Regions from separate parts of the Sus scrofa genome. Here region 1 is linked to region 2. A link is a contact called in public Hi-C data. All regions are on one chromosome and are shown on one strand. The core of a region is the stretch at or near the end of the contact, and the rest is flanking DNA. Distances in the headings are between cores, read along the strand shown. Region 1 overlaps TTC39C (tetratricopeptide repeat protein 39C). Region 2 overlaps LAMA3 (laminin subunit alpha-3).

Evidence for each region. Hi-C and Micro-C count contacts between places; a contact is called where the count stands out from the background.
Region 1: a Hi-C map of liver shows a contact between it and region 2, with 2.1 times the contacts expected there. The contact joins two enhancer-like sites. A contact is called at or near these places in 5 of 47 Hi-C or Micro-C datasets (liver and skeletal muscle).

What each region holds. Positions count from the first base shown.
Region 1 is chr6:108,898,151-108,905,200 of Sscrofa11.1, reverse strand. The region is part of intron 1 of TTC39C (tetratricopeptide repeat protein 39C); the gene reads right to left. Among named protein-coding and RNA genes, the nearest start is that of TTC39C, 42 kb to the right of the region's middle. Within about 2 kb of position 5,025, at least 11 of the 83 cell types and tissues checked have an H3K27ac peak or open chromatin away from gene starts, as enhancers often do. A contact at or near this core is called in liver, where this site is marked.
Region 2 is chr6:108,799,699-108,807,385 of Sscrofa11.1, reverse strand. LAMA3 (laminin subunit alpha-3) reads right to left here. Exons shown (of 75, transcript XM_003482042.4): 71 at 7,056-7,215; 72 at 6,794-6,924; 73 at 4,913-5,006; 74 at 2,935-3,054; 75 at 1,686-2,163. The coding sequence ends at 2,018. Among named protein-coding and RNA genes, the nearest start is that of TTC39C, 56 kb to the left of the region's middle. Within about 2 kb of position 4,780, at least 1 of the 83 cell types and tissues checked has an H3K27ac peak or open chromatin away from gene starts, as enhancers often do. A contact at or near this core is called in liver, where this site is marked.

The DNA.
Region 1 (7,050 bases), core at 3,776-6,275, 98 kb before region 2:
GTTGTAAGAGCTTTGTTTAAAAAAAAAAGTCACTTGTTTCCTTCATCGTTTTTTTAAACTCAAATTAATTCAGGTGATCCTACCTTAATTTACTTCATCTAAATCAATTCTGGCCCCCTACCTGTGTAACTACATCCAACTTACTCAATTTGGAAATTTGGAAATGTTTCCCAAGAGGCTAAGAATCAATACTTCAACACTGACGCTGTGGGAGAAGAGGCTCCGAGCCATGTCAGCATGCTCATCCTGGGAAGAGTAAACAGTGACGACATAGGAGCAGAGCGACATCTTATGCAAAAGTTGAGCATAAAGGTTAAGTATTAGAACCAAAGTACAAACCTTTCTAAACACCAAAAGATACATGAGAAAGGCGGTTGGGGGCAAGTGAACTACATGACACAGTGAAAACCTCACTGACTTAAAAGAAGGGGGGATATAAAGTCATACACATCCAAGCTGATGGGGGTAAAAAAAAGGTAAGTAAACAATCATGTTTTTTGTTTTGGCCACTCCCACAGTATATGCAAGTTTCCTGGCCAGGGATCAAATTCAAGCCATAGACACAACCTGTGCCACAGCCACAGCAACACCAGGCCAGCAATCAAGCAGCACCTCCACAGTGACCTGAGCTGCTGCAGCTGGGTCCTTAACCCACTGCACCACAGCAGGAACTCCTCTATCATGTTTCTAAATGGATGCTTACAAAGTGAGGGAAAGGAAAGAAGAAACAAGGATAGGAATGAATCTTCTTTGTATATACCTCTTGTTTTGTAGATCTGACTTTGGAACCATGAAAATACTGTATATCACAATATCATTTTATAATAATGCAATCCCTAAAGATCGAACATAAACTAAATTAAAAAAAAATTTTTTTTAGTCTTTTTAGGGCTGCACTCGCAGCACATGGAGGTTCCCAGGCTGGGGGTTGAATCAGAGATGTAACTGCTGGTCTACTCCACAGCCACATCCAACACTGGATCCGAGCCACATCTGTGACTTACACCACAGCTCATGGCAGATCTCTGACTCACTGAGCGGGGCCAGGGATCAAACCTGCATCCTCAAGGGTACTACTAGTCGGGTTCATTAACCACTGAGCCACAGCGCAAACTCCAAATGTATCTGAATGCAAATCCCAATGGCAAAATAACCACAGAGTACATAACTATTCCAAGTGACTTTAAAATGGCATGATCTAACTGCACATCCCTATTACAATACACCCTTAAAAACAGACCCCAAAATATTTCAAAAAATTTCTTTTCAGTAATCATATTTTTACCAGTCAGGTTGGTACTACAGCTGCTGGGCGTGTAGTTTATGATACAGCTATGTGTAAGTACGTTGGTATTTGCTGAGACCAAGGATTTTGTGATAGGAAAAAGGATGAAGTTAATTAAAAGCCTAGAAACAATCACCACCCAGTAGCATTCAGCATGATCTGGCACCCTCTCCAAATACATTAAGTGAAAGAGACCATAGCTCCTCAATTCAAAGCTCAAGCTCAAGGACAAGAAACTTTCAAAAGCCTGGTACATTTTGTTATAGCAGAAACAAGGAGGTTTAAAGACTACATTAGAGCTGTAAAGAGGTTCAAGGCAAAGATGAAACAATTTGATCATAATTAAGGGTACAAACAGCAATAGACTGAAATATCCAATGAGGTTAAACCCTAAGTTAGTAATACTTTTTAGTTAAAAACAACAACACATGGTGGATCTTAGAGAACCAATTCCTTATTTTGGAAACTGGTAAAAAGGGGAAAAGAGGAGTTCCCATCATGGCTCAGTGGTTAACCAACCAGACTAGTATCCATGAGGACACGGGTTTGATCCCTGGCCTTGCTCAGTGGGTTAAGGATCTGGCATTGCCTGAGCTGTGGTGTAGGTTGCAGACACAGCTCAGATCCTGTGTTGCTGTGTCTGTGGTGTAGGCCAGCAGCTACAGCTCAAATTCAACCCGTAGCCTGGGAACCTCCATATGCCGTAGGTACAGCCCCATAAAGACAAAAAAAAAAAAAAAAAAGTGAGCAGAAGTAAATAAAACAAGATTTCCCATGACTTGATTAAAGCTGGTTGGTTAGAACATAGGAATTGATTAAACTATTTCATGTACTTTGGAAAATACAGGATATTTTTCAAAACAAAAATTTAAACGTAAAAATGCTACCCAAAGATGATGTCTTTTGGAATCCTCTGATGAGAAAGATTCTAATGATCACTACCGTAGTTTGCTTTTTGAATATGAACCATCAGTAATTAAATGGCTTAAAATGATCTCTCTGTATCAAGAATCTCCCAATGGTAGGAAAATTATTGAAAATACAAAGAAGCAGGGATGGTCTGTTTCTAAATTTACAAACATTGCCATGGAAATGTAAAAAAGTTTCTCCAGCAGATTGAAAATTGAACTGATGAAGATTTTGTTTCTTAAAATACAGTGGGAGGGAATGTACACATTTGATTCTCACAGGAATATTTTTCCATTAAATGGACATAATTACAAGACAGTCTCTCACAGAATATGCTTCTTCAAATGTATTTTATCCCCCAGAGTGGCAAACGGCTAGAGCTGTTTAAGCTCTGGATTTTTCTGCAATGTTCTATATTCATAAAATGTTGCATTCTTAAAGAATTCTCCAAAATGACTTTTCTCCCCTTCAAATGTGTGGGGGGACTGGACTTGGTGTATTACTAAGGAAATCTGGGGCCATCTGAACCTCATCGGCCCATGGCAGTCATCCCTGTCTCACTACAGCCTTGAGATCTCAAATGTGGAGACTGAAGAAATAACCACATGGATTCAACCCCCGCCCTGCCCCGCCCCGCCCCGTCTCCGACTGCTCTTAAAAGGGCATTTTCTGTGACCCACGCTGTTTTAAAAATCACAGTACCAGAGGACTACAGGGGTCAACTTCATACAATGATCAATCAAGGCACCATTGAATGCTAAGACACCAGGCACCATTCCTCCAGAAACACTTTTCCTGATAGGACAAGTGATATCCTCTGGTCTGCCTAGTATCTCCAAAAATGGGCGTTAAGGGGACGAAACTTACTGAGTATATTTCACTTATCTTTCCAAGAGTAAAATAATGCCGACCGAAGAAAAAAGCTCAGTCCGTGAAGGTGATCACTGCAACACTGTCCAGAATAGGGAAAATCTGGGGTTAAAAAAAAAAAAAAATTGTCTATCTATCTAGAGAAAAGCTTCATGACACTGGATTTGGCAATGATTTCTTTGATATGACACCAAAGCAGAGGCAACAAAAGTAAACAAAGATGAAACAGACTACTGCAAACAAAATACTTGAATTCAAGAATCACAATCAGCAAAGTGAGAAGGCAACCTATGGAAATGGGTGAAAACATTGTAAATCGTATCTGGCAAAGGGTTAATGTCCAGACTATATAAAGAACTCCTACAACTCAATAACTACCTGATTGAAAAGTGTAAAAGACCTGAATATATCCAAAGAAGATATACAAGTAGCCAACTAGCACATGAAAAGATCTCAACATCACCAAAGACTAGGAAAATGCAAACCAAAGCCACGAGACGCCACATGATACCTATCAGCATAGATACTATCAAAATAGCAGAAAATAACAAGTACTGGCAACACGTGTTAGAAGGAGAACGCTTGTGCACTGCTGGTAGGAATGTAAAATTGTGCAGCCACTGTGGAAAACAGTTTGGCATTTCCTCAAAAAAAGAGAAATAGAATTACCACATGATCCAGAAATTCTACCTATGAGGATATACCCAGAAGAACTAAAATCAAGAACTCAAATAGATGTTTGTACGCCCATATTTTAGCAGCCTTGGGAGTTCCCGCTGCACAGTGGAAACGAATCCAACTAGTATCCATGAGGATGCGAGTTCGATCCCTGGCCTTGCTCAGTGGGTTGGGGATCCAGCATTGCCATAAGCTGTGGTGTAGGTTGCAGATGTGGCTCAGATCCCATTGCTGCTGTGGCTGTGGCGTAGGCCGGCAGCTATAGCTCTGATTCGACCCCTAGCCTTGGGAACGTCCATATGCAGCAGGTGCAGCCCTAAATTAAAAGGCAAAAAATAAATAAAATAATTAATTAAAAAATTGAGTAGCATTATTCACAGTAACCAAACGGTGGAAGCAACCCACGTGTCGATAGATGGATGAGCGGATAAACAAAAGATGGTACATATAAACAATGGATGTTATTTGCCCTTAAAAAGGAAGGAAATTCTGACACATGCTGCAGCATGAATGACCCCTGAGGACATTATACTAAGTGAAATAGCCAGTTCCATAAAGAAAAGGACTGTGTGATTCCATGTGAGGTACCCAGAGCTGTCAAATCTAGAGACAAGGGAGTCAAAAGGAGGGTATCAGGGGCTGGAGGAAGGAGAGAATGAGGATTAAGGGATAGAGAATTTCAGGTTTGCAATGAAGAGTTCTGGAGATGACATGCACACCAATGTGAGTGTACTGAGCACACAATTGTACTAACAGTGGTTAATTAAGATGGTAAACTTGATGTTAGGTATATTTTACCACAATGAAACATTTCTGAAAATGGAAGAGAGTCTACGATCGAAAAAAAATGACTCAAAATAACCAGATGGAATATTATAACCTAGAAAAATGCCTGACAGAATTTAACGTGAAAACAAAATCTCTGTGTACACTATATTCCAATATGCATAGGCAATAAAAAAAATGAGTATTTTTGTGAGGGCAATAAGATTCAAGGTGATTTTGTCAATTATAAATATGTGTACAAAGGGAATAAACAGTCACAACGAAAAGCTGCACTAATGATCATCTCACTTCAATAATGTCACCGGAGGCATTCTCGCCACATTTAGACACTTCTTAGAAAAGTAGATCATTTAAGTCAATTTACTTGTTCTAAATATTCCCTGTGATTTGGCTGTTGCTTTGATACAGTTTCTCAGCAGAACATACTATCCAGCCAACCAAACAGAATAATGGGGCAACTCAGCAGCCAAACAACTGAAGCCTCTTATGTGGGCGTGAGTTGTTCACTTAGTGACGAGCTGAGGCTGAGCTGTCCCCAGCTGTGGCCCAGAGCACCGCTTTCATCAGACTGACAGAGAAATAGCCCCAAAGAAGGAAAGAGAGGTACAGGAGTTTACCTCCCAACAGTCTGTTTTTCCCCAAAACAAATATAAATGATTCAGGGATTGCTTTTTGTTTTACCTATACAAGCAGTGTAAATAAGATTTTAAATGCATCTCTTTCAAAATGAAAAAGAAGAAAGGAGGCCAGTAGGACAAAGAGAACTACACATTTTCTTGCTATTTGAACTAATTCTCTTATTTAAAACTTTTCTTCATTTGGAATAGTGAAATCTTCCCTCTACCTAGCTCACTCTTCCCTACCCTGCTAAAAAAAAATAAAAAACTCTAAAGAGTTTAATTAAAGCTGAGTTAAAAACTAAAACATGCTGAAATCAGTATTACCTAAAGCCTTGAAATGTTTCCATGTCAAGGGAAGCTGACCACCTGAACGCAGACCTCACTTAATTTGTACTTGTGGTTTCTGAGTAGTTGGCTCAATTTTTACTGTCCTTTGTCTCAAGTTCTCTAAGTACCCTGTGCTATTGATAGGCAAGATGAACTAGATTCTTCTTCAATGAATTATGTTTTCCAAATACATTGATCTTACTTTTTTTTTTTTTTTTTTTTTGGTCTTTTTAGGGCTGGATCCATGGCATGTGGAAGCTCCCAGGCTAGGGGTCCAAAGGGAGCTGCAGCTGCCAGTCTAGACCATAGCCACAGCAATGCCAGATCCAAGCATAGTCTGTGACCTACCCGCAGCTCACAGCAATGCCGGACCCTCAACCCACTGAGCAAGCCCACCTGCATCCTCATGGATACCAGTTCGGTTCTTAACCCACTGCGCCACAACAGAAACTGCTGATCTTACTTTTTAACACCATTCAGAAATGGAAAACCATCCCAGTGAGCTACTTGGAGAATTCAATCCTAATCTTAAGATGCTATAGCAACAATGCAGAATGGCATGTCCAGCTGCCCATGCCCAAGAGCATACAGTTGTTCCCACTCACTGACTAAAGAGACTGAAAGATTTCTCTCTTGTTATACCATGAAAGCAGGGCAGAGCAGTGACTTTCTCTGCACCTCATTCTTGCACCAGGCCTTCACCAAAAATGGTTAAAGGCCATCTGCTGTGTGCAGAAAAGGGTCCTCAGAAGCGATGAGGGAGAAACCCTAGATCACAGGTCTAGAGAGAAGAGTGCCCTCTTCCCTCAGATGGGGGCCAAGGAAAATAAATGTGGAAGAATTTTTCTTGGCATGATTTCTAATTGTTGAGACTATTTTTTGCAGGTTTTTTTTTTTTTTTGTCTTTTTGTCTTTTTAGGGCCTCACGTGCACCATATGGAGGTTCCCAGACTAGGGGTCCAATCAGAGTTGTAGCTGCCAGTCTACACCACAGCCATAGCAACGTGGGATCCAAGTTGCATCTGTGACCTACACTGCAGCCCAAGGCAACACTGGATCCTTAACCCATTGAGCAAGGCCAGGGATTGAACCCGAGTCCTCATGGATACTAGTCAGGTTCGTTAACCACTAAGCCATGATGGGAATGCCAGTTCTTCCCTTTTTTAAGTGTCATTGAAGTATAGTTAATTTATAAGGCTGTGATAATTACTGCTATACAACAAAGTGACCCAGTCATACATATACACATATGTATACACTCTCTCAGATTCTTTTCCCACATAGATTATCACGGAATATTGGGTAGAGTTCCCTGTGCTGTACAGCAGGTCCCTGATGGCCAACGATTCCAATAGGAATACCTCAGTGTTTCTTGCCAACTTTGATTTTTACCTTCTCTAGGGTTTTTTAGATGATATATTAATAAGCCTTTAATCACTCTCTACTGCATTTCTGTATTTTAATTCTCTGCAGAATGCTTACTATTTGATACTTACCTCATTGTTGGTTTGTTTTAAATCAAAGTTCCCCAAGATTGGGAAACCCATATCTGCTGAGTGCCACTGTCCTGACCCC
Region 2 (7,687 bases), core at 3,531-6,030:
CTAAAGCCCACCAGCCAGCTTCTGTTGAATACCTCCTGTGACAGGGACCTTGCAATCCCTCCAGGAGAACGTTTCATGTCGTCATAGACTTGGTTGGGAGAAAGCTTGCCCATGGACTGCAGCGTGAGAGTAATGAAAGAGCACAGGTTTGAAAGGAATGGGGCTCAGTTTCACAGGTGGGGGCAGGAAGCTGTCAGGATACCTCTTAGAGTTACTGTATCCAAATTTCAGAATTGTTATTTTTCTTCCGATCAACAAATACTCCTTAGAAGACTCAGAAATGCTTGCACAGGAGTCCCATTGTGGCAGAGCAGAAACAGATCTGACTAGTAACCATGAAGTTGCAAGTTTGATCTCTGGCTTCACTCAGTAGGTTAAGGACCCAGTATTGCCGTGAACTGTGGCATAGGTCACAGATGTGGCTCGGATCCAGCATTGCAGTAGCTGTGGCTGTGGTGTAGGCTGGCGGCTTAGTTCCAATTTGACCCCTAGCCTGGGAACCTCCATATGCCACAGGTACGGCCCGAAAAAGACAAAAAAAAAAAAAAAAAAAAAAAAAAAAGAAATGCTTGCAGTCTTCCTTGTTGGTGAGAGTGGTGTGGGGTTATAATATTGGTCTAGTATGTGGTTCATTACTTTATAGATAAAACTAGAAGTGATTCTTCACTCCCACTGACTTCTCTCAGGTGGAGCTTTCATCATAGGAGGTACAGTACATTCACCTCAAATCCCCTAGTCTGTCCTCGAGAAACTGATCATTGTAATCTAGACTTGGTTGGTAGCAGACTGTACCTGGGAAGCCAAGTGGAATTATAGGTTCATTAATTCAGTTTGTTATTTTCCATGTTATGACTGTTATGGGTCTCCCTGGGTAGACTGCATATTCCTTCAAGGCAGTAATTACTCCTCATACCTGACGGTAGATCCAACACTGAATACGTATAGTACCTCGACCAGTATGTGCTTGGTAATTATTCTAGAAAATTGTGTTGAACGTAGCACATGGAGCAGATGCTGATGGATTAATACAATTAAAAATAGGAGTTCCTGTCATGGCTCAGCAGTTAATGAATCTGAGAATGTGGGTTCGATCCCTGGCCTGGCTCAGTGGGTTAAAGATCTGGCCTTGCTGTAAGATGTGGTGTAGGTCACAGACACGGCTCAGATCCAGCACTGTAGTGGCTGTGGCTGTGGCTGTGGCTGGCAGCTTCAGCTCCAATTCAACCCCTAGCCTGGGAACCTCCATATGCCATAGGTGCAGCCCTAGAAAGCAAAAAAAAAAAAAAAAAAAAAGACCCTCAAGCCAATGGTTTTATGTTAATAAAACATCATAAAGAGTACACTGCATTAATTTAATCCCATAAATCAAAACCTCTTCACATATGTAAAAACATGTGTTTTTTGTTTGTTTGGGTTTTTTTTGTCTTTTTTTGCTATTTCTTGGGCCATTCCCGCGGCATATGGAGGTTTCCAGACTAGGGGTTGAATCGGAGCTGCAGCAGTGGGCCTACGCCAGAGCCTCAGCAACGCTGGATCCGAGCGGCATCTGCAACCTACACCACAGCTCATGGCAACGCCAGATCATTAACCCACTGAGCAAGGGCAGGAATCAAACCCACAACCTCATGGTTCCTAGTCGGATTCGTTAACCACTGTGCCATGACGGGAACTCCAAAAAACATGTGTTTTTAAAGTGCTTTAAAAGATATTTATTTTTTAAGAAGTGGAAAATAACGTTCTTTAGAAGACATTTAACTTTTAGTGGAACATGCTATTACCAAAAAGCATGTAACAATTTGTTCATCATCTTCAAGAAACGGGGTTTTTATATAAAATACATATGGGGCACTGAATGCCAAAATGATGGGTGTGTGTGGTTGGAATTAAAAGTTAGATTTGCTATTAAGCCCCTCCGGATGGTGTCTGAAATCAAGAATGACCTTGAGAGGGGAGAGGGAGGTGCGTGGGGTGATCAGCGCGTTTAAGGGCAACGTCCTCGCTGGGTGATGAGTTTGAGTTAGTGGTCAGGACAGCCATTCAGACTGACAGTCCCCTGAACTTGCGTGGCTTCCGTGACAGGGATAGGAACGTGGTTGACTTGAATATTCTTCAGGCAGCCAAAAAAGGACTTCCACACAGGAAGCTTCAGGGTTTTCAAATTATCTGAAAGACAAAAGGTTAGGTGTTCATGCCTTATTCATACTGTCAAGTGAAGCCACTCCATTAAGAAGCAGTCTTATTAGAGCTAAAGGGACCCAGGGTCTCAGGCCACCCAATCATCTCCTACTTTAAGCAGGCCCCCAACACACCCCCTGCTGTGATAAAGCCCCCCGATAAAGCCCCCCACAAGGCTACTCTTCAAGTTCCTCAAAGATGGAGATTCCACAGCCCAAATCAGTAGATAATAACTCCGAACTCCAGTGCTTTTTATGGATCATGGAAGACCTATCAAAGTAACAACCAAATGATCTGGATGGACAGAAAACAATGAAGACTGGACAAGGCTCTTTCCAGACAAAATTCCAGTCTTGAAGTTGACTCCATCTCATCCTGCCTGATTTCCCCCCCATTCTGGTTCCAGAAAACTTAATACCTCACCGTAACTAAGTGCCGGAAGGGGAGAGATCAGTTTCTCAGGCCCTTTTCTGATTCTTGATGATATTAGGTTTCTAAGTTCATGCAGCCTCTGAAGAGAGGCTTATAAATTATAGGTTTGAGGCAAGAGGCAGCAGTAGCCACGTGGCCTGGGCTGCTGTGAGACGTGCCTGTTGCTGACAATCGGAGTTCCCCATAAGCTGGAAAAAGGGCCTCACTGTCTCCACTGTCCGGCCAAGGGCTGCCCTGATGACACCCTAGAGGCTAAGGCAGTACATCTGTCGGGTAAGATGGAGATGTTAAGAGCTGATGTGGGTGGGAAATCAGCACAGGAGTTACCTGGGACATCTCCGATGTGCAGGTGCTCCTTTGTGCGGGCAGGTGAGAAGGGGTGCCGTCCAGCTGTGTAGCTATGCTCCGAGTCTAGTTCCAGGTGCACGATGTGCTGTTTTATGGTGACTGGAGGGAGAGGAGGCAAGTCAGGTCTATCACCCAAGGAGAGGCTTCTTCGCTGTGTAATGTCTACACCTGCGTGTTCCCACTGCCTTCTTTCCAGTTCACTCCTACAGACCTGCAGGAGCACTGTTCACGAGAATTCTATCCACCTAGACACATTCAGCTAATTTCTTTCTTTTCTTTCTTTCTTTCCTTTTCTTTCTTTCTTTCTCTCTCTCTCTCTTCCTTCCTTCCTTCCCTCCTTCCTTTTTTTGCTTTTTAGGGCCACACCCGTGGCATATGGAAGTTCCCAGGCTAGGGGTCCAATCAGAGCTACAGCTGCCAGACTACACCACAGCCACAGCAATGCCAGATCTGAGCCAAGTCTGCAAGCTACACCACAGCTCATGGCAACGTCAGATCCTTAACCCACTGAGCGAGGCCAGGGATCAAACCCCTATCCTCAAGGATCCTAGTCATGTTCGTTAACTGCTGAGCCATGAAGGGAACTCACATTCAACTAATTTCTCAACACCAGGTATGTTTATGGGCTTCCGCAGATGTTACGGAATTTAATCCTTAAATCTGTGAAGAAGATTATTTATCCCTTGAATTTCCCAAAGAACAGACTGTGACTCTCCAGCATTGAAGAGCTTGACAAGACGGCTTGGTTGTAAGTTGAATGAGCTGGGATTCAAGCCCTGGTCTCTGGTCTCCCAAGGCCAGTGCGTATTTCACATCATTTCTGGTTCCTTCCAAGAACACACTGATTTTTGAAAACTGACTCCAAAGACAGTGGCTTTTGATGCTTCAAATAAAATTCCTCCCACATTAACAATCTTAACCAAATGCAATGTAGAGAGCTTTTAAATCATCCAAGAAAAGACTACTTTTTAACAAAAGGTTTTTTTTTTTCTCTTTTTTTTTAAGCCAGTAGAGGTTAACATACCTCCAAATTAACATACACAAGTTACTTGTAAAATAGCAGATCTGATTTTTTTTTTTTTTTTTTGGTCTTTTTAGGGCCACATGTGTGGCATATGGAAGTTCCCAGGATAGGGGTCAAATTGGAGCTATAGCTGCTAGCCTACACCACAGCCATAGCAACACCAGATCCTAGCTGCATCTTCGACCTACACCATAGCTCATGGCAATGACAGATCCTTAACCCACCGAGCAAGGCCCGGGATCAAACCTGTGTCCTCATGGATGCTAGTTAGATTTGTTTCAGCTGAGCCATGATGGGAACTCCTAGCAGATCTGGTTTGAGAGACTAAGTTTGTTCTCCTCCAGCTGGTTTGTCTAAATTATGTGCATTAATATTAAACGATTGTTAAAAAAATAACCCAACAATTTGGACTTTCACAATGGTAAGAGCAAGCATTTACTGAGCACTTAGTGTATACTGGACACCACTAAGCACCTTATATGCGTTGTCATTAATTTTCACTATTCTGGGAATAGTACACTATTTTTATCTCCATTGCGCAGATGAGGAAACTGAAGGTAAAGAGTCATCAAGTAGCTTGCCCAAGGTCTTCTCTCAGGTAAGTCCTGGAACTGAGATTTGACCTCTATTTTTTTTCTTTTTTAACTTCAGAGCTAAAACCCAAGTTACAATATTATGAAAACAAACATAGCTTATCAGTTCGTTGGGCTAAAAAAACAAAAACAAAACCAACTCAGTGTGTTCTAGAGAACAGGAGTCACAGATTGCTTAATTAGGGTTGGGCTTGAGAATGGACACGTTCCTACCACGTGAACCAGATGGGCTGACCCTGGACAGACCCTGATAAATGGATGAACTGAGGCTGCATTGGGGACATTCAAGTCTGCAGGGAAAGGGAGACTGTTTCAGTATGTGAACAACAGGACGTCATACCTGCCACTGAATGCCACTGTCCGTCACACAGAGACTGTTTTGGGGTGACTGATGTCAAGATCCCACCAGCCTCACTGCTCACAGAAGCCGTGACCTGCAACACACATACATTCTTCTATTTCCTTCAGAAAGGCAGATGGAGCCAACTTCCCCTGCCATCTTCCCTTCCCCGCTCTTGCATCCTGGCCCCCCAGGAGCACGTGAAATATAGGGACCCCCTCCCACACAGAGGTCAAGGCTTTGCAAGAATCTCTCTGCTGCATCCCTTCCAGGCAAGTGAGCTGCAACCCTAGGGCCCTGCCTGAAGTTGCTGCCAAATGTAAAGGGTCTTTCTCTCTGATTCTCAACTCTGCTCCCATCAGACCCAGCTCAAAGGTTACTGATTAGCATCCAAAATCTGCCTTAGTTATTAGTCTGTGACAGTAGTTCTGTTTAGAAGGACCCATAAAATTTGGAAGGCAAAGATGTTGCCTGAAGACTACACCCTGCTGCTAGGGGCAGCCAATTACCGTAATTCCATGAAAGTGGGACTATCAGGGGGTTCTCAGCCAAGGAAGTCAGCAAGCTAACCGACTGAATTGGTACTGGGCATATGTCAGGGGTCAGGCCCTCAACGTGCTATTGTGTTGAAACCCACATTCCCACTCTGGGCCAGGATTCTCCAAGGGCTAAATTAAGGTCAGTGAAATGAGAAGACTAAAATAAGCATGAGGATAAATAATTTCCATTTAATTTGCATGTCCCCAGAGTATGCAGCCTCTTCTCAGACAATTTTCAAGCTAAACAGTGTCCCTGCTGTGAGGAAGGTTATCAGGTCTTGATTTTGTTTTGGGGGGGATTATTTCCTCTTCAGAAGCTTTCATGGGAGACACTCCCCAACCCCTCCCCTGAAAAGCCAGCCTTGTCTGAACCCACCGTGAAGCATCGTTAACTGGCTTCTCTGGTCCAGCAGAGGCCTGCTCAGAGTTAAAGCAGCAATTTAAATATAAAGTGTTCTGGGAGTTTTGTCTCTTTTGTTTTGCTCAGAGAGTTTTCCCTCATGTTTAATAAACGGCGGAAGGAAGGAGGTGAAAGAAAATGGCACGTTATCCATCTTGGCCTCGAGACCTTAACTAAGAGAGACGTCCTGGAAGAATGTGGTTTTAAAGAGACTTTTTTGGAAAGGAAAGAGATAAAAAGTGGGGCTGGAAAGAAGATATTGAGGAGGCCCATGAGTCACGGGAAAGAGGAAGCAGAAGCAGCACACGGCCAAAGGAGGAATCCATGGAAAGCAAAAGGTCTGCTGGGTGGGGACCTGGTGGCCAGTTTGCTGCAGGGACCAGAAAAGCTGGTGAGTGGGGTAAAAAGGATACGGAGAATTTGAAACTGACCCAGCCAACACAGGGCCATGGACATGAGTGTGACATGGTGTAGACAGCTGATGAGAAGGTCTGTCCTACGAATTCTGGTACTGCCCTCGTGACTAAAAACAGAGATGTGACAAGGATGAAGGGGAGGTGAGAAAAATGAACCTTTACTGAGTATACGACAGCTTCTCTTCTCTTGACAAAAGCCCTTACACATGTGCATTATTCTCTACATTTTAAAGATAAAGAGAGTGTGAAAGAGGTTACAACCCTAGGGCCAGATAACTAAGTGATGCAGCTGGACTTCAGCCCAGCTTGTTTGAGTATGCCCAGTTTGAAAGATGAAGAAGAGAAAACAGGATGACCAAACCACCTGTTAAAGGAAAATGGCACGTTAGCCCTCAAGTCCCGTCTCTTAAATACAAGATTGGATTCCACTCTCCACCACAACTTCACCTACCATGGTCTCCAGGAATGGAATCCGGTTCGAATATAAACTCACATACCCCTCCCAGGTCATCAGATGGCTACGCACCTTCCCTGCCTCCAAATAAACACACAAATGCTCCCCAGGTTGACTTCCAATGTGAATGAGGATTCCAGTGAGACTTCTTGGGCGAATGCTGAAGACGAGCTTAAACTCGGGCCCCAGGAACACAGAGTTAGCTTTCACAAGAAAAATAAATAAATAAGTAAACAAACAAATAAATAGTTAAAACATCAGAATTCAAGAAAAGGGAGCTAGCTCTTCAGAACCAAAGCTATAAAGATACTAGGTCTTCCAGACTGCTCCTTACCTAGGATGACATGCCCTCCTTCTTGGGAAAAATAAATGCCTTTCTCCAAAGAGCCACCCAAGCAGGGAGACACCCCCAAGCTTGCAGAAGGGGTCTCCAGAGGCTTCAGATCCAACTGAAAGTTCCTCAGGCATCCCACAAAGCTGTTTTGGGGGAGGCTCTGCAACCAAGCAGAAGAGAAAGCCAACTTCATTACCTGCAACTCCCACAAATGCACGGGCAGCCAAGGTTAAGAGCAGGGCCTTGTCCATAAAAGTGGGGGAAGGAGGAAAGATTCATTCTTCCTGCTTCCGAGACTCTGGTGGGCTTGATTATTCCATTCTGTCTCCCCGCCCCCACTGCAGTGTCAAAAAACCTGGGTACCAGATGTCTGGTGGGTCCTCGAAGTTTGAAGGTGCCTCAACCAAGTGATGTGTACGCAGAGGGCAAGGATGATGGCCATCGCTATCCAGCATAGAAACAAGGGCACAGAGGGTGATTTGACCCTGGATCACTCAACCAGAGCTGTGATGGTGGAAATTTCCAGCATGCTGTTCACGGATGGCACCATCTCATTGCAGGTGCAAACTACTCCTTTGGGTTTCATGAGCCCGTGTGACAGCTTAACACAGGGCAGCTGACTGAAAAAAGAG